2 separate regions of the Arachis hypogaea genome follow, and region 2 is linked to region 1. The links are chromatin contacts, called in public Hi-C maps. All regions are on one chromosome and are shown on one strand. Each heading gives the region's core, a stretch centred on a gene start, on an enhancer-like site or on the middle of the called end of the contact. The rest is flanking DNA. Distances are from core to core; before and after follow the strand shown. Region 1 has its middle 7.6 kb from the start of LOC140174578. Region 2 holds the start of LOC112706055 (aspartic proteinase Asp1).

What was found. A called contact is a pair of places that touch in the nucleus more often than the background predicts.
Region 2: a Hi-C map of leaf shows a contact between it and region 1, with 7 times the contacts expected there. The contact joins the promoter of LOC112706055 here to the enhancer-like site in region 1. A contact is called at or near these places in 3 of 8 Hi-C or Micro-C datasets (all in leaf).

What each region holds. Positions count from the first base shown.
Region 1 is chr8:10,647,904-10,655,717 of arahy.Tifrunner.gnm2.J5K5, forward strand. No RefSeq gene overlaps it. Among protein-coding and RNA genes, the nearest start is that of LOC140174578, 7.6 kb to the left of the region's middle. Within about 2 kb of position 3,443, at least 2 of the 3 cell types and tissues checked have open chromatin away from gene starts, as enhancers often do.
Region 2 is chr8:10,720,900-10,728,713 of arahy.Tifrunner.gnm2.J5K5, forward strand. It overlaps LOC112706055 (aspartic proteinase Asp1), which reads left to right and starts at 4,463. Exons shown (of 8, transcript XM_025757146.2): 1 at 4,463-4,919; 2 at 5,487-5,601; 3 at 5,735-5,949; 4 at 6,174-6,425; 5 at 7,184-7,319; 6 at 7,419-7,586; 7 at 7,735-7,807. The coding sequence starts at 4,702. LOC112704989 reads right to left here and starts at 410. Exons shown (of 2, transcript XM_025755852.1): 1 at 384-410. The coding sequence starts at 410.

The DNA.
Region 1 (7,814 bases), core at 2,193-4,692:
TTGGAACTTTGGCTTCATGTTGATGTGTATTTTGAGAAAGATTAGAGAGCTCACTTACTTAAACTTCTGGTGAAATAAGATTAGAGAGTTGACTTATTTAAACTTTAACATTATCAATAACTTTTCTCTTAAAAATTGTATAAATTTTACTTTGCTTTCTCATCATAAAATGTTCTAGTTTCTTTTTATCTAAGAAAAAAAATCAAATAATTATATACTCACATGAATAAACAAAGTCTAAATATTTTTTATTAATTAAACCTCAATAACAATATTTTTTTCACTAAGTCACTATCAATTTCACTTAAAAAAAATTAAAAAAAGAGAATAAATCCTAAAGGTGAGTCAGCCATTTGTCTATGTGAGCACAAAAAAAAAAAATTATATTATTTTATAGTAAAAAAATATGATTTGTTAATTAATAATTTTATACAATCATATAAAAGAAGTAAAAAGTAGGGTGAGTAGTGAGTACCTTTACTTTAATTGATATAATTGAAGACTTGTGACAGTAAGTCAGTAAGGTGAGGGCATGAGGCTATGGCTCCAAAAGAATACGGAAGGTCAAAAGGAACAAGAAACATGAAAAAAGAGAATGTAATCTTTAGGGATTTAAAAAATTTTAAAAATCATTACATTTTATTTGGGTTGGGCACTTAGGCTTTTTACTACTAGTTTTTTTTTAAAGCTGGGGGACCAAGCCTCCACTTACCCCTCATGTATTCGTCCCTGATCCTTGGTAGATTGATGAAAGAGAGCAAGCAAGGCTTTCTTTTGGTCTTTAGTGAATAGATCATCAAGAGTCTTGGTATCTTTATTTTTTATAGTTTTGAGGTCTTGTGAGTTAGTAGTGTCTTCAGTGAATAAATCATCAAGAGTCTTGGTGTCTTTATTTTTTATAGTTTTGAGGTTTTGTGAGTTAGTAGTGTCACAAGTGTTGTTAGTAGCAATCATGTTGTTCAGACTCATTGTGTCAATTCTTCTTTGCAAATTGGGGTGGGGGGAGGGGGAGGGGGATCATGTTTATAGTAACAAGTGTCAATAATGTGGCCTAATTTTCCACAATGGGAACAACTTCTTGTTAGTCCTCTTCTTGTTACAGTTCTTCCTCGATTTGTTTGATTTGCAGTGCCTCTTCCTCCGCGATTTGATGAGTTGGAAGTTGATTTGAAGCTCGTGTTGGATGTAGTTGTAGTATTGATATGCATAGCAATGACTAGAAATTTCTCCTCATGTTGTTTTGACCCAATGAATTGTCGTTATTGTTGCAAAAATAAGGAGTAGATAGAATTTACAAAGGGGAGTGGTGCCATTAACATGATCTAAGATTTAACCGTTGTATATTGGTCATTTAAACTCCTCAAAAGACGTATGGTATGTTCTTGTTCTCGATAATCTCTGATGACCTTTAAGTCACATGAACACTGCGGGCCGCAATCATAATTATGGATTGGCCTAAATTCATCGAGTTGATCCCAAATTCCTTTGAGCTTTGTGAAGTAGCTAGTAATGGAAAGATCTCCATGTTTGATTGCGTACATTTCCTCTTGTAATTTTGCTATGCAAAATATATCCCCTTCATAAAAGCGGTGTTTGAAGTCACTCCAAAGTTCTGAGGCTACAACATATCGAAGAACATTTTACAAGATTTTCACACTTATAGAGGAACGCAACCATGATAACACAATGGTATTATATCTATTCTAAGGTGCAAAGTTTGGATTTGATTTCTCTGGCTTAGGAAGGGATCCATCAATGAACCCCAATTTATCTTTTGATATAATCGATAACTAGGCAGAGTTGCCCAAGAATGGTAATTTCGAGTTGTTAATAGAGTGTGAGTTACGGTTAGACCTGGAGTTTCATTCGGATGCAGAAAATATGGACTAGATGGGTCTTAAATCGGATTGTTTATTATTATTCCAACTTTAGATTAAAGCGTTGTGAGTTGATTTATCAACGTTGCAAAGGTTTGAAAATCAGAGGCTGAGAAAATTTTATTTTGGGAGGAAACTGGATTTTCTAATTTTTTTAGGTTCCACGCTCACCGCATCATGTTCAAATTTGTTCTTCTATGCAGATTCTTTGAACAAAGAAGAAGTTGATGGATGTTAGGAGAAGATGAACAAAAAAGGTACAGATTTGAACTGAATACTCATTGAGATTTTTCAAAAAACTCACCTAAGTACATTAGCTAGTTTTCTATTTATACTCTACATGAGAAGCCCACCACAACAGCTTAATAACAAATCCTAACAAACTCTGAACTAATCAGTAGGATCTTGACAGTTGTAAATGCTAATAACTAATATTTAACTATGAGCCAAAATTTATAATTCTCATAATAAATAAGCTTATACACCAACACATTGTCTCTAGCCAGCATTATTCTTATCGTTGATCCGTCTGCTCCAGAGCCTCAGTGCCCATCTGATTCAGAGTCTCTCCACACAATGTTCAAGTTTGAAAGGAGCTACAACAATCCACTGGTGTCTTCTTAGAATGCGAGCGACACTGCTAACCCCTGGTACAACTTTGCAATAGAAGAAGCAGGACGTTGGAAAATTCTTAATTTTCCATTGCAGCCTTTCAATCGGAGTTTAACATTAGTTGAGCTGGGTGCAGCATAGCGGTCATACGTGCGAGAGCCATCCCTTCCTGAAGAGAGCATTTCTCGTTCCAGTCTTTGCCATCTTCAATAGATAATTAAGAGATCAGGTGACAGAGAGTTATTTTGAATTTCATATTAGGTGAGTTGGAGCGTGGAGAATCAGAGAGAGAAGGATTAGATGTGTTGTGTGGTTTGAGTCAGGCTTGTCCAACCTATACCCACTCTAAAAACAAAATGACGGTATAAGATTGTTCCGGCCTAACCCATTGGCAAGTCAGGCACAAGTACCGAGTCACAGCACCTAAACAGTTACAAGAAAGCTTCCAGGAAAGAGGGCCTGCTCATGTGGGACCCACTCGAGCAGAGAATATACAAGGGGAGGACCCTACCCGTCCACAGAGGTACGTCACCTACCCTAACCCTAAATGCCACTTTTGTATGGACCCTAACTTGAGCATTTGAGTCCTTGCCGGTGCACTCCCCCGCCTCTTGCTATGACAGCTCGGAGGAATCTCATCCTTGGAATCCATCCAGGTCCATCTGCCAACAACTCCCTAACCCCAGACACTCCCTACTTCCGACCCATTCAGAACATAAGCAACCAAACATTGGCACCGTCTGTGGGGAGCTGATGTAAATGGATTTCCTGCTGGGCCTGATGGACGAGCACGAGTAGGAGGGAGCATTAGGAGGAGGTGACCTGCTTGATGAGCAAGTTAGCCTCCGTGGCATCCTCCCGCGAGCATACGAGAACACGTTCTCACAGAGATGACCCACCCTTCAGCTCTCATGAGAGACGTTCGTTTCAGGGCACGGGTGACGATAATGCCAGAATCATGCAAGAGCTACACCACCAGGTGCAAAATCTTGAAAGAGAGTTAGCAGCAAAGGACCATTACCATCCTAGCCCAAGCCTCTCCCACACTCGATCTCCTCCAACGAGGTCGAGGGCTCGGGGCAGAAGCCCTCGAAGAGATAACAGACACCGAACAAATGCCCAGTCCCAGACGACCCAGGATGGGTTGGAAGGGCACGTAGTAACCCATCGAGAAAGATCGAGAAGACGACGAGAATCCATGGGAGCTACCCCTTTCCACTCCTCCATCCTCAAAGTCCAGCTACCAAAATATTTCGACAAGTCGACAGACATGAGGTACGATGGCACCCAAGACCGCCAAGAACACCTGACGACTTTTGAAGCCAAGATGAACCTGGAAGGTGTCGGCGACGTAGTGAGGTGCCGAGCTTTCTCGTTAACGTTAGCAGGCCCCGCAATCCAATGGTTCAACGCGCTTCTGCAGGGGTCCATTATAGCCTTCTCGGATATAAGTCACAGTTTTCTAGCACAGTTTACCACGTGCATCGCCAAGGCCAAACACACGATCAACCTTCTATGCAACACCTAAAGAAATAGAGAACCGACCCAGAAATTCCTGGATAGGTTCAACGATGAATCCCTGGAAATCTATGGCTTGACCGACTCGGTAGCTAGCCTGTGTTTGACGAATGGGTTGCTGAATGAAGATTTCAGAAAATACCTCAAGACTAAACCCGTCTGGACCATATAGGATATCTAGAACGTGGCAAGAGAGTACATCAACGATGAGGAGGTCAACCAAGTTGTGATAGCCAACAAACGGTAACCGACCAACCCACCTACTCGTCAACCCGAGTACACTAAAAGACCGAAAGAGGCCCCCAAGGAAGGAGAACCATCAAAACATTTTAAGTCGTTTCCTCGGGTGGGGAAATTCACAAACTACACACCCCTCACAGCCCCCATATTATGGAGGTGTACCAGCAAATTGCGGACAATGGGATCCTGTCAACGCCTTGGAGCAAGCCATTCGTGGGGGGAAGCTTCATGATCTGACGAGACACACCCCCCAAATCTAAGTCGGCAACAAAAAAGGACGCCAAAGTCTTAGTCGTGTCATCAGGGAGCCACAAGACTCAATCCGTGCCGCCCCCGAGGATATTCTTCGCTCTGGAGGACCAATAGCTTCATGAGCTTCTGAAAAACCCACCCATGAAGATCATGGCAAGAATCGAGACGGGCCTAGTCAAACAGATTCTTGTTGACACTGACTCTGACTCAAATATCATGTTCAGAAATGTGTTTGATGCCCTGGGACTCAGAGAAACCAACCTCAAGACCTATCAATATGGGGTCATAGGCCTCGGGGACAACTACATAAAACCCGACGAGGTAATTACCCTTCCGGTCTATATAGGGTCAGGTGAAGGAAAGAGGTTGGTAATGGCGTAATTCGTTGTCCTGAGAGACTCCACAGCCTACAATGTCATCCTAGAAAGAAAGACAATCAATGAGTTTTCAGCTGTAATATACACCAAATTTTTTGCCATGAAGTTTATCACGGATGCCAGAACCGTCGGTTCTATCAGAAGAGACCTAGAAACGGCCATCACATGCAACAACGCCAGTCTTTCCCTGAAAAAGAAGTCAAAGGAGGCATCCGGGGTGTTCCTAGCTGGCCTGGACGTAAGAATAGACGACAGACCAAGGCCAAATCCCCAGGGAGACTTAGAGAAGTTTCAAGTTGGAAACACGGAGGAAAAGTTCACGTTCATGAATAGAAACCTCTCACACAACCTAAAAGGATCTCTCATGGAAGCTATCAGAGCAAAAGACAACCTTTTCGCTTGGACTCCCGCCCACATGCCAGGGGTGGACCCCGAATTCATGTCTCACTGGCTTGTCGTAAAACCAGATGCTAAGCTCATACCACGGCGAAGGTGGAAAATGTTGCAGGAAAGGGCTAACGAGGTAACCAAGTAAAAGGCCATTCTCTTAGACGTTGGGTTCATCAGGGAGCTTGAGTACTCGACTTGGCTGGCGAAGATAATGCTCGTTAAGAAAGGCAACGGGAAGTGGAGAATGTGTGTCGATTACTTGGATCTCAACAAAGCATGTCCAAAAGACTCTTTTCCCCTTCCAAACATTGATGCCCTGGTTGATGCAGCAGCGGGATACCGGTTCTTAAGCTTCATGGATGCATACTCTAGGTATAACCAAATACCCATGCACCGATATGATGAGGAAAAGACAGAATTTATAACACCCACTGGTACTTATTGTTACAAAGTGATGCTGTTTGGACTAAAAAATGCCGAAGCAACCTACCAGAGGCTGATGAACAAGGTTTTTAGCAACCTTATCGGTAGGTCGGTTGAGGTTTATGTCGATGACATTCTGGTAAAAACTAGCGAGCCAAGTGACCTGGTCGGTTGAGGTTTATGTCGGAGACCTGGAGGCCGTCTTCGAGTTTCTCCGTAAGCATAACATGAGACTTAACCCCATCAAGTGCACTTTTGCCATGGAGGTCGGGAAGTTTCATGGCTTCATGATAACGCAGAGGGGAGTAGAGTCTAACCCGGACAAGTGTGAAGCCATCTTACAAATGACGAGCCCAGGAAACATTAAGGATGTGCAAAGGCTGGCTGGGAGGCTCGCCGCCCTGTCCCGTTTCCTTGGTGCCTCAGCGGCAAAGGCCCTCTCTTTCTTCAATCTGATGAAAAAGGGAATAGCTTTTGAATGTACCCCAGTCTGCGAAGATGCATTCAGTCATTTCAAAAAGATACTATCGGCTCCCCCTGTCCTCGGTAAGCCAAAAGAAGGGGAGACATTGTTCTTGTACCTGGCAGTAACGGACCAAGCTTTGGTGACAATCCTCGTCCGGGAAGAGGGTAATATTCAACAGCCGATGTACTTCATCAGCAAGGTGCTCCAAGAAGCGAAGCTAAGATACACTAAGTTGGAGAAACTGGCCTATACTTTACTAACCTCGTCCCAGAGGTTAAGGCAATACTTCCAAGGACACCCGATCACAGTCAGGACCGATCAAGCCATTCGCCAAGAGTTACAAAAACCCGACCTGGCAGGCCGCATGATGACATGGGCGGTTGAGCTATCTCAATACGACTTACACTATGAATCCAGGCACGCGATCAAGGCCCAGGCAATGGCAGACTTCCTGGTCGAGGTAGTTGGTGACGCTCCCGAAAACACGAGCACGCGGTGGAAGCTCCATGTTGACAGCGCCTCCAACGAAACGTTCGGAGGGGCAGGGATAATCCTCGAAACCTCGGCTGGATGACTTATGAGCAATCAGTCAAGTTTAACTTTCCAGTCTCCAACAACCAAGCGGAATATGAAGCCTTGGTAAGCAGTTTTCTCTTAGCCAAAAAAGTTGAAGCGTCGCGAGTTGAGGTCAACAGTGACTCCCAAATCATTACCTCTCAGGTCAACGGGTCATATCAAGCTAGGGACTCCTTACTCCAGAAGTACTTGGAAATGGTGAAAAAGTTATGCGAAGATTTCGAAGAGGTCACGATTCAACATGTACCTAGAGAAAGAAATGCGAGAGTTGACCTCCTATTGAAGTTGGTAAGCACAAAGTCCGGCACGGGAAACCGAGCTTTGATTCAAGGGCTCGTAAAGGAGCCGTCGGTAACTCTCTATGTAACACAAGCGTCGAGCCCTCACTCGTGGATAGATCTGATCCGAGCCCTCTCTATGTAAGACGGGAGGCGACCAAGTATGTAGCGATACAGGGCCAGCTGTACAAACGAGGGCTTAATCAACCCCTGCCAAAGTGCTTGTGCCCTGACCAAACGGACTATGTCTTGGACGAAGTCCACGAAGGATGTTGCGGCCACCATATTAGGGGAAAGGCGTTGGCCAGGAAGCTTGTTGGAGCTGGATACTATTGGCCTTCCATAATGTCGGATGCCCAAGAGTTTGTGAGGAAGTGTAAAAGATTCCAAGAGAATGCTAACTTTCACAAGTCCCCAGCAGTGGAGTTAAGCTCAATGATGGCCTCCCGACCCTTTGCTCAGTGGGGAGTTTTTCCGAGGGTTACCTGAAACTGTAGGTCGATCTCGGATGAGATCTTCGGTGCTGGTCAAAACGGTTGTGTCCGACGTATTGAACTTGGTGGTGGTGCTGATTCCTTCGTCCCCGGAGGGTGGGGGTAGCTGCAAAGGACTCTGATGCTTAAGTTAGCAAGGGTATTAAGCAGGTATTGAGTAGAATCATAGTATGAGTTATACTTGGGTGCTCCAGTGTATTTATAATGGTGTGGAGTGACCTTTTTAGATAAGATAAGTTAGTTATCTTATCCTATCTTATCTTATCTTTGACTGGGGTCCTCGTATCTTCAAGGGAACCGCCCTTATCTCT
Region 2 (7,814 bases), core at 3,213-5,712, 74 kb after region 1:
AGATTAAAGAGATAAAGAAGAAGAAGAATAGAAAAAATTGTTACCTAAATTTTTTGAAAGCCAAGGTGGGAAGAGAGGGAGAGGAAGAGACCGGTTGTATGTTGAAAAATAGAAAAAGGGGATTGGGGAACTGATTAGTGATTATACGTTGGGAAATAAAAAAGAGATAAGGATTGGAAAATAGAAAAGGGATAGGGAATGGGCAGATGGGCTATTGGGCTGGGTTTTGTAGAAATTAAAAGTGAGAGGGGGAGGGGGATTGGAAAAGATAAAACAAAAAGAGAGGGGGCTGAGAAATAAAAAAAAGGGGATCAGACTTTTTTTTTTTTTGAATAAAAGCTAAAATTTTGGGGGGGCCATTGCCCCCCTTTGTTTATACCTACCTGCGCCCCTGGTGCTTTTACACCCATATTCTGTAAAACTATACACCCAAAGAGTTATCCCCTACTGCTGGTATCCTAAACTGATAATTCATAACATGTCCTTGATATTGGCTGGAATTTGAATGCACCACTGATGCAGCATCAAATAGGTTTATCTGAATATAACACTCACATATTAGCTAAACTATTAACAAGAAAAATGAACTCAATCACCACAAATTTAAAGAACATTACTTTTACCTCGCTTAAAACTTTTTTTTTCTTCTTCTTTGTGGCATTTGTAATCTGTTTGTCCAACTTTGAACCTAGCCTATTTTTTGGACGTCCTCTTGTTCGGATCCTTGGGGGGCTTTGAAGCTCGTTAACGGATTCCAAGTTGGCATCTTCGTGAGATAAAGAAGATGTCCCCTTCCTTTTGGCTTTTAATGATTCCATCTCAGCCATGACGTTATCGTACGCACGGTGCAGAATTGCAATCAACTCCTTCGATTCGGATGCAAATTCACAAATATTTTGCGAACGAAAAACCAATTGGTCAAACCTCTTGCTTCTTGGCTCCATCAATGGCTCGTCGTGGCTGCTCTTGATGTGTGTGTGTCATCTCTTTACCTTCTTGCTCCATCGTTCCAATATATATCTAGGTGACACTTGGCTTACTTGTTCAAAGCTTAACACGCTTAGTGCATGACGATACAGTATCCCTCTCGACTCAAATAATAAGCATTGGCATTTTACCTCGGCTGCAACTGAGTCGTAAGTAACCACAAACTTGTTGAATATTGAGCTGGAAACTTGTTCTCTGACTTCGTATACTGAATAGCCTAGAGCGGAATTCGTTAATCTAGTGATGCAATTCGCCTTTCCTTTGAATTGCGCTTGGACTTCCCTAAACTTTTGATGAGTGTACATATCTTGAAACTGAGCTTCAATGGAGGATTTGATTGCACACGGTATGACCGTATGAAAATCTGCAGCATCTGATTCTCTCTCTGCTTGCTCCCTGCTTCCGAGGCAATTATCGTATTGTTTGACGAACTGAATAAGCGAGCTGTTCCAGGTGATAAACTTGTTAAAAAATGAATGCATGCTCTCGCTCCTTTGTGTGCTTCTCATCCCTGCCCAAAAGTGGTGATCCAGATAGATAGGAACCCATATATGACGGTCTTCATACAGATATGCAGAATACACCCAAGCACAGACAATAAATACACCCGAAAAAATATGCATTTACACCTCTGCTGCAGATTTTAAACAAACATTACCTGAAGGTCACTTGTTGTCCACAAGACCAAAATTCAGCAGAAAATCATTCCAATTCCTATCGAATGAGTCTTTGCTATGAGAGTTCCAAACAACTTGGCTCATTTCTTGTTCAATATCTGCATGTCCCTTGTACCCGTTTAATTTGCTTGGAATCTTCTTCATGATGTGCCAAATACACCAACGGTGAATTGTTGTTGGCATACAGGCCTCTAAAGCCCTTTTCATTGATGCACATTGATCGGTGAGAAACCCTTTCGGAGCGTTTCCTCCCATGCAACGAAGCCAACATTGAAATAACCATTTGAATGATTCAATTTCTTCGTTTTTCATCAAAGAGCATCCGAGAAGTATTGACTGACCGTGGTGATTCACCCCGACAAAAGAACCACAGACCAAATTATACTTGAAACAAATTACCATAGTGCAGAATGCAAAATCATTAGGTACACCCCAACACATTCTTCGTATACACCCAAAAAACAGCCAATATACACCTCTGCTGCGGATTCATAAAAATACATTAATTTAGCATCATAAACAGGGGCAGTTTGTTACCTGTTTGTATTGTAGGTGGTGTCAAATGAAATGACGTCTCCGAAATACTCAAAGGCAGCTCTACTTCTTGCATCGGCCCAAAAAGCCAGCTTAATCGATTGATCCTCCTCGAGTTCAAGCTCAAAAAAGAAATTCTGATTCTTCTCTTTCATTCTTAACAAATATTTTCCAAATTCCTTTACATCTTCTTGTTCGGAAACATTCCGCACTTCCCTGGTAATGTAATTCCTCACGTCCTTTTCGATAAAATTTAACTTGCGGTGACCCCCGGCAGCCGCAACAAATGATTGGTAGGTTTTGCTTGGTCTGATGCCGGCCTCCTCGTTATTCTCTATTGTACGACGAATGGACATGCTTAGTTCCCTGTGCTGTTTGAGCATCTCTGCTTTACTTGGACAGCAGGGGTGTGAATGATCCAGCACAACCTTTGAAATGATCCAAGCACCGACATCCTTCAATGTGTGTATATAAATTCTTGCAGGACAGTTTAAACCGGCTGTCAGATTCGTCTTCTCGGTCAGAGATATTTTAGATTTCCATTTTCCCTCTCTACTACATGTAATCAATTGATTCTTAATCTCGTTTCCCTTCCTATTTGTGCTCCGAACTCTTGTAGAAAAACCTGCAACCTTGGCGTAGTTCCTGTAAAATTTTTCAGCATCTTCAAGGGTGGTAAAGGTTATTCCAACCTTCGGAACAAACTGGTCATCAACAACAAAGAGAGGTTGCAGAATACACCATGTCAAAAACTATAAATACACCCAACTATTGCAAATATAATACACCCGAACGGCACCAACTCAACTAAAATGACAATAAAAGCCATAAGTTGTAAACACACATGCTGCAGAATACACCGTCACAAAAAACTAAAAACACACCTAATCATGTCTGATATAATACACCCGAACGACAACAACTCAGCTAAAATAACAGAAACAGCCATAAATGTAAATACACCCACACTACCGAAACAAATACACCCAAAAAAAATTCTAATCTATACTCGAGCGTCTGCTATGAATTCCAGAAAATCAATCAAAACTAATACATTACATTCAATCCACAGATTTATGTTGACGCGTTAGTCTCACAGTCAATGTTAACGAATTATTCAGCTACACAATGCTATACAAATTACTACAACAAAATTCAGAGTAAACGTATGTAAATCAAACCTCAGGAACTTCGTTAGATTCAAATTCATAATCCACTTCGCTCTGATTCAGCTGAGAATCTGACGTTGAATCAACCATTATCTTCAAAACGAATCCAAACTTTGATTTCAGTAAACAAAAATCGATAGAAAACGAAGCTGGAGTTAAAAGAGAGAAGAACGAGAAGAAGAAGAACGAGAAGAAGAAGAAGAACGAGGAGAAGAACGAAACAAATCTAGAAAATAAGGAGAGAAGAACGAAAAGAAGAAGAACCAGAAGAAGAAGAACGAGAAGAAGAATGAAGAAAGGAAACAAATCTTTTAAATTTGATAGTTATATAGTGCGTGTATTGGACGTAGGGTTGCAGCGCGTTTTAAAGGTTTATTGGTTAATGAACTTGTAAAGCATACAAGCCCTAATAGCTTGTATGGAGAGCTTTTCTGTATTTACCAAATAGGCAAATACTACTCTTTAGGTGGCAACTGACATTTAGAAATTCAAATTAGAAATTTAGAATGAAGTAACAGCCATGAGCCATCAATATCAGGGGCAGTGCCCAACTGCCCGCAAGTCCGCGTTCTCGAAGCCAAACGCGGTCTAGGAAGCTTCCCAATTCTTTCTAGTTTCTAACACAAATCTTTGTTCTTTTAGTTTTTGAAAACCTAACTCAAATTTACAAAGAGATCACTTATAATAAGAAGCTATGTTTTATTAAATGTGAAATAATTATAATCCAATTATAAACCTTAATTAATTCCAAACGCTTCTTTCATTCCGTAAAAATGCATACTATTTCATTTATATTTTTAAGATTTTAAAAAATTCATCCTATTTACTATAATATTCAATAGTATTTTTTTTAAATGATCTCTAATACTAATATCTCATTTATTTTAAAATTAATTATTATAATATTAATGGAAAAATTATATTTTCGTATGAGAGTATTTTTTTCTATCCATATAATTTTTTACTATTATGAAATTTGTGTTTGATCTATATTTTTTATTTTTTGGACAATTATTAAAAAATAGATGGAATATTCTGTTAACCAAACTAACTACCGATTAATATAAAAATCACATATTCAATCAACCACAAAGCACACAGAAAATACTCAAGTAGAAGGTAAATAATTTCCAATATTATTATTAGATATATAGCTCTTGGTTATATAGAAAAAAGACCAAAACTAAAAGTAACAAAAGTCAATGGATCATCACTTCATCACTTTCATCTCCCTATAAGATTCACGCGGTCTCTAACAATCACATAACAAATTGAAACATTACTATTGGCAACAAATTAAAACAACCACTTCTTTTTTTTTTTTCCTCTCTCTCATGGATGTGAAAGGAACAAGTGGGGTTGTTCCATTGAGGAAGGTGTTGTTTCTTGTTCTAATCCTTTGTGCAATTTTCTCAGTTTCTTTGTCAAAAGTGAATGATACAAATGATCAGATTCTCAACGCCAAGAAGCCACAACCAAAACCCGCAGCTCCTTCTAGATCATCTGGCCACACTTTTCATTTCGCCATTCAAGGGAATGTCTATCCTCTTGGGTACGGTTTTTTTTTTTCCTACCTTCAATTTTTTTTTTTACTATGTTCTTAGCTTATGCATCTACCATCCACCATCTATGTTTAAAGAAGAAATGATATGGATGCTGATTCTACCATTCTGGTTTCCATTATAGTAATAAATAAAATAAATTAAATAATTTCTAGTCCATATTTTTGTTCTGACCAATTATTCTCAAAGTTAACTTCCTTGTTAAGTCTTTGACTAATTGATTATTTCAACAATGCTCTTAATTTGTATCCAAATTAAATCATTCCATTTTTACGGTGGCTTCTTTGCACGCATATAGTACCTGGAATCCCAATTTAATTTTTAAAAATTTTTAATATTATAATTTTAAATAAATCAATTAATTTTGTAAAATTTATACTAATTCTAACGATTTTATAATTTAAATTTAGTTAAAATTTTATATTTTACGTAGTTAATTTATTTTTTTAATTTTACGTAAAATTTTAATTTTTTCTGTGCAGTTTCTTTGTATACTATATTGTAATTGATTTTTCCTTAAAATTAAATGAATATTTTGCTTTTTTGTATTGATACAGATATTATACAGTGAAAGTGGCAATTGGAAATCCACCTCAATTATACGACCTTGACATTGACTCTGGTAGTGATCTCACTTGGGTTCAGTCCAAACCCTGTAAGACCTGCACACCTGTAAGCAATGCAATGCAACAATCAATCTTAAAATTAATTTAAATCTTAAATTAATTTAGTTTTATCATTCATTTATACCGTAACAACCTTAATTATATATTCTCCTTGATTTTTGTGTCTTTATTACTTGCAGCGTTCACAATATTATCCGTATAACCCCAACAGTAACATCCAATGCAAAGAACCCCTGTGTGCTGCGCTAAATAGAAACTGCGTTCCACCAACTGGGCCATGTAAATATAAAATCGAGTATGCAGACAATGAATTTTGTTCAGGGGTGCTTGTTAGGGACTTTATTTCCTTTAGATTAGACGATGGCTCTGTTCTACATCCTCAACTTGGCTTCGGGTGAGTGCTTACTAAGCTAAGTTAATTACCTTCATCTGTTTTTTCAATCAACCATGTTATCTGTATACCAAAATTAGTCTCTAAGATCAATCACTAGTATAAAATATATATTAAAAATAAATTAAATTATATATGTATTTATATATAAATACATTAATAACTAATTTTAATGGCTGATTTTATAAATAGTATTTTTTATTTTCTAACTTTAGTGTATATGATAGGAGTGGATTTGATCAAACACCTTCTAATCATCATCATTCCTCGCATATCAAAACGGCGGGTGTGTTTGGCCTTGGCAATGGCAAGACAAGCATTTTGTCTCAGCTTTCTTCTCTGGGCTACATTCGCAATGTCTTTGGCCATTGCTTGAGTTCCAAAGGAGGAGGTCGTTTATTCCTTGGTGATGATGATATTAAAACCTCCAAGACTCTTGTTTGGACACCTATCTTGCGCAGTTCCTCCTCCTCCAATATGTAAGGGTCACTGGTTCACTCACTCTATTTTAAAATAACCGTCTCATTAACCAAATGTTGTTAACTTGTTATTCAAAAATACTTTTTTTTTTTCGCTAAAATTTGTTACTAAAATCAATTATCACGTATATTTGTGTGTTGTTTAATTCATTTTTTATGTTAATTTTATATTCTATCATGCATTTTATACTAATAGTTGATATTAGTGACTCACATACCTAGCATTGTTGGTTATTATTAGAACATTTTTAAATAATAAAAATATTATTTATATATTAAAATCAATTGTCAAAATCAGTCATAATATATTTGGGTATACAAAAATGTTTGGTAATAAAAAAAATTAGCTAAAAACAGCCATAATTTGCTGTATTTAGTATTCATTAATTATTGCGATAATTAATGAATGTTAAATAAGACAAGTTCTAGTTGTTTTTTTTTTGTCTCCATAACATTACCGTTGTGTATAAATATTACGGAAATGTTTGGTAACCAAAGAAAATTAGCCAAAAACATCCATAACTATTAAATAAAATTATTCCTCGATTTAGATTATTTAAATGAGGAGTACTATGGGACAACAAATTTTGTTATTTGTATCTATTAATTAGTCATTATTAGTGTTTTTAATGATGTGAGATTACTCACTTTTTTTATGGTTAAGTGTTGACCAAATTTTAATAAAAATATTGATCCCTAGACTTTCCCTAATTATATATATTTTTCTATAATCTGTTTTTTTTTTTTTTTTTGTTCAGAGAACACTACAGGGCAGGTCCTGTAGATTTATTGTTCAATGGGAAGCAAGCTGTTAATGGTCTTGAAGTTGTTTTTGACAGTGGAAGCACATACACATACCTCAATAAAAAAGCTTATAATGTTTTGTTTGGTCTGGTGAGAATGAAAATTCAGTGGTCCTTTTATTGTATCTGAAAATTGATGTGCCAAAAGTTAGTCATGCAATAACTAATTATTCTTTTTTATGTGTGTTAGATAAATAATGACTTAGGAAATAAGGTGCAGAGAGCTACTGAGGATACAACACTGGCAATATGTTGGAAGGGTCAAAATCTTTTTGGATATTTCAAAAACATAGTACTGAACTTCCCAAAAACAAAATCTCAGTTCGTACTAACACCACAATCTTATCTCATTGTCTCGGTGAGCATCTTTTAATACTGAATTTGATTGTAACATTATAAATGGAGCTAACTTGTAAAATGTTCATGCCAATTTTACCCTCTTAGTATATTCTTGGTAAGAAGAATAAATGAATTTGTGTAATTAACAAGTGGTCTTTTAATAACAGGAACGTCATAATACCTGCTTAGGGATTTTAGATGGCTCAATAGAAGAACTTGGAGATACTAACATAATTGGAGGTAATAA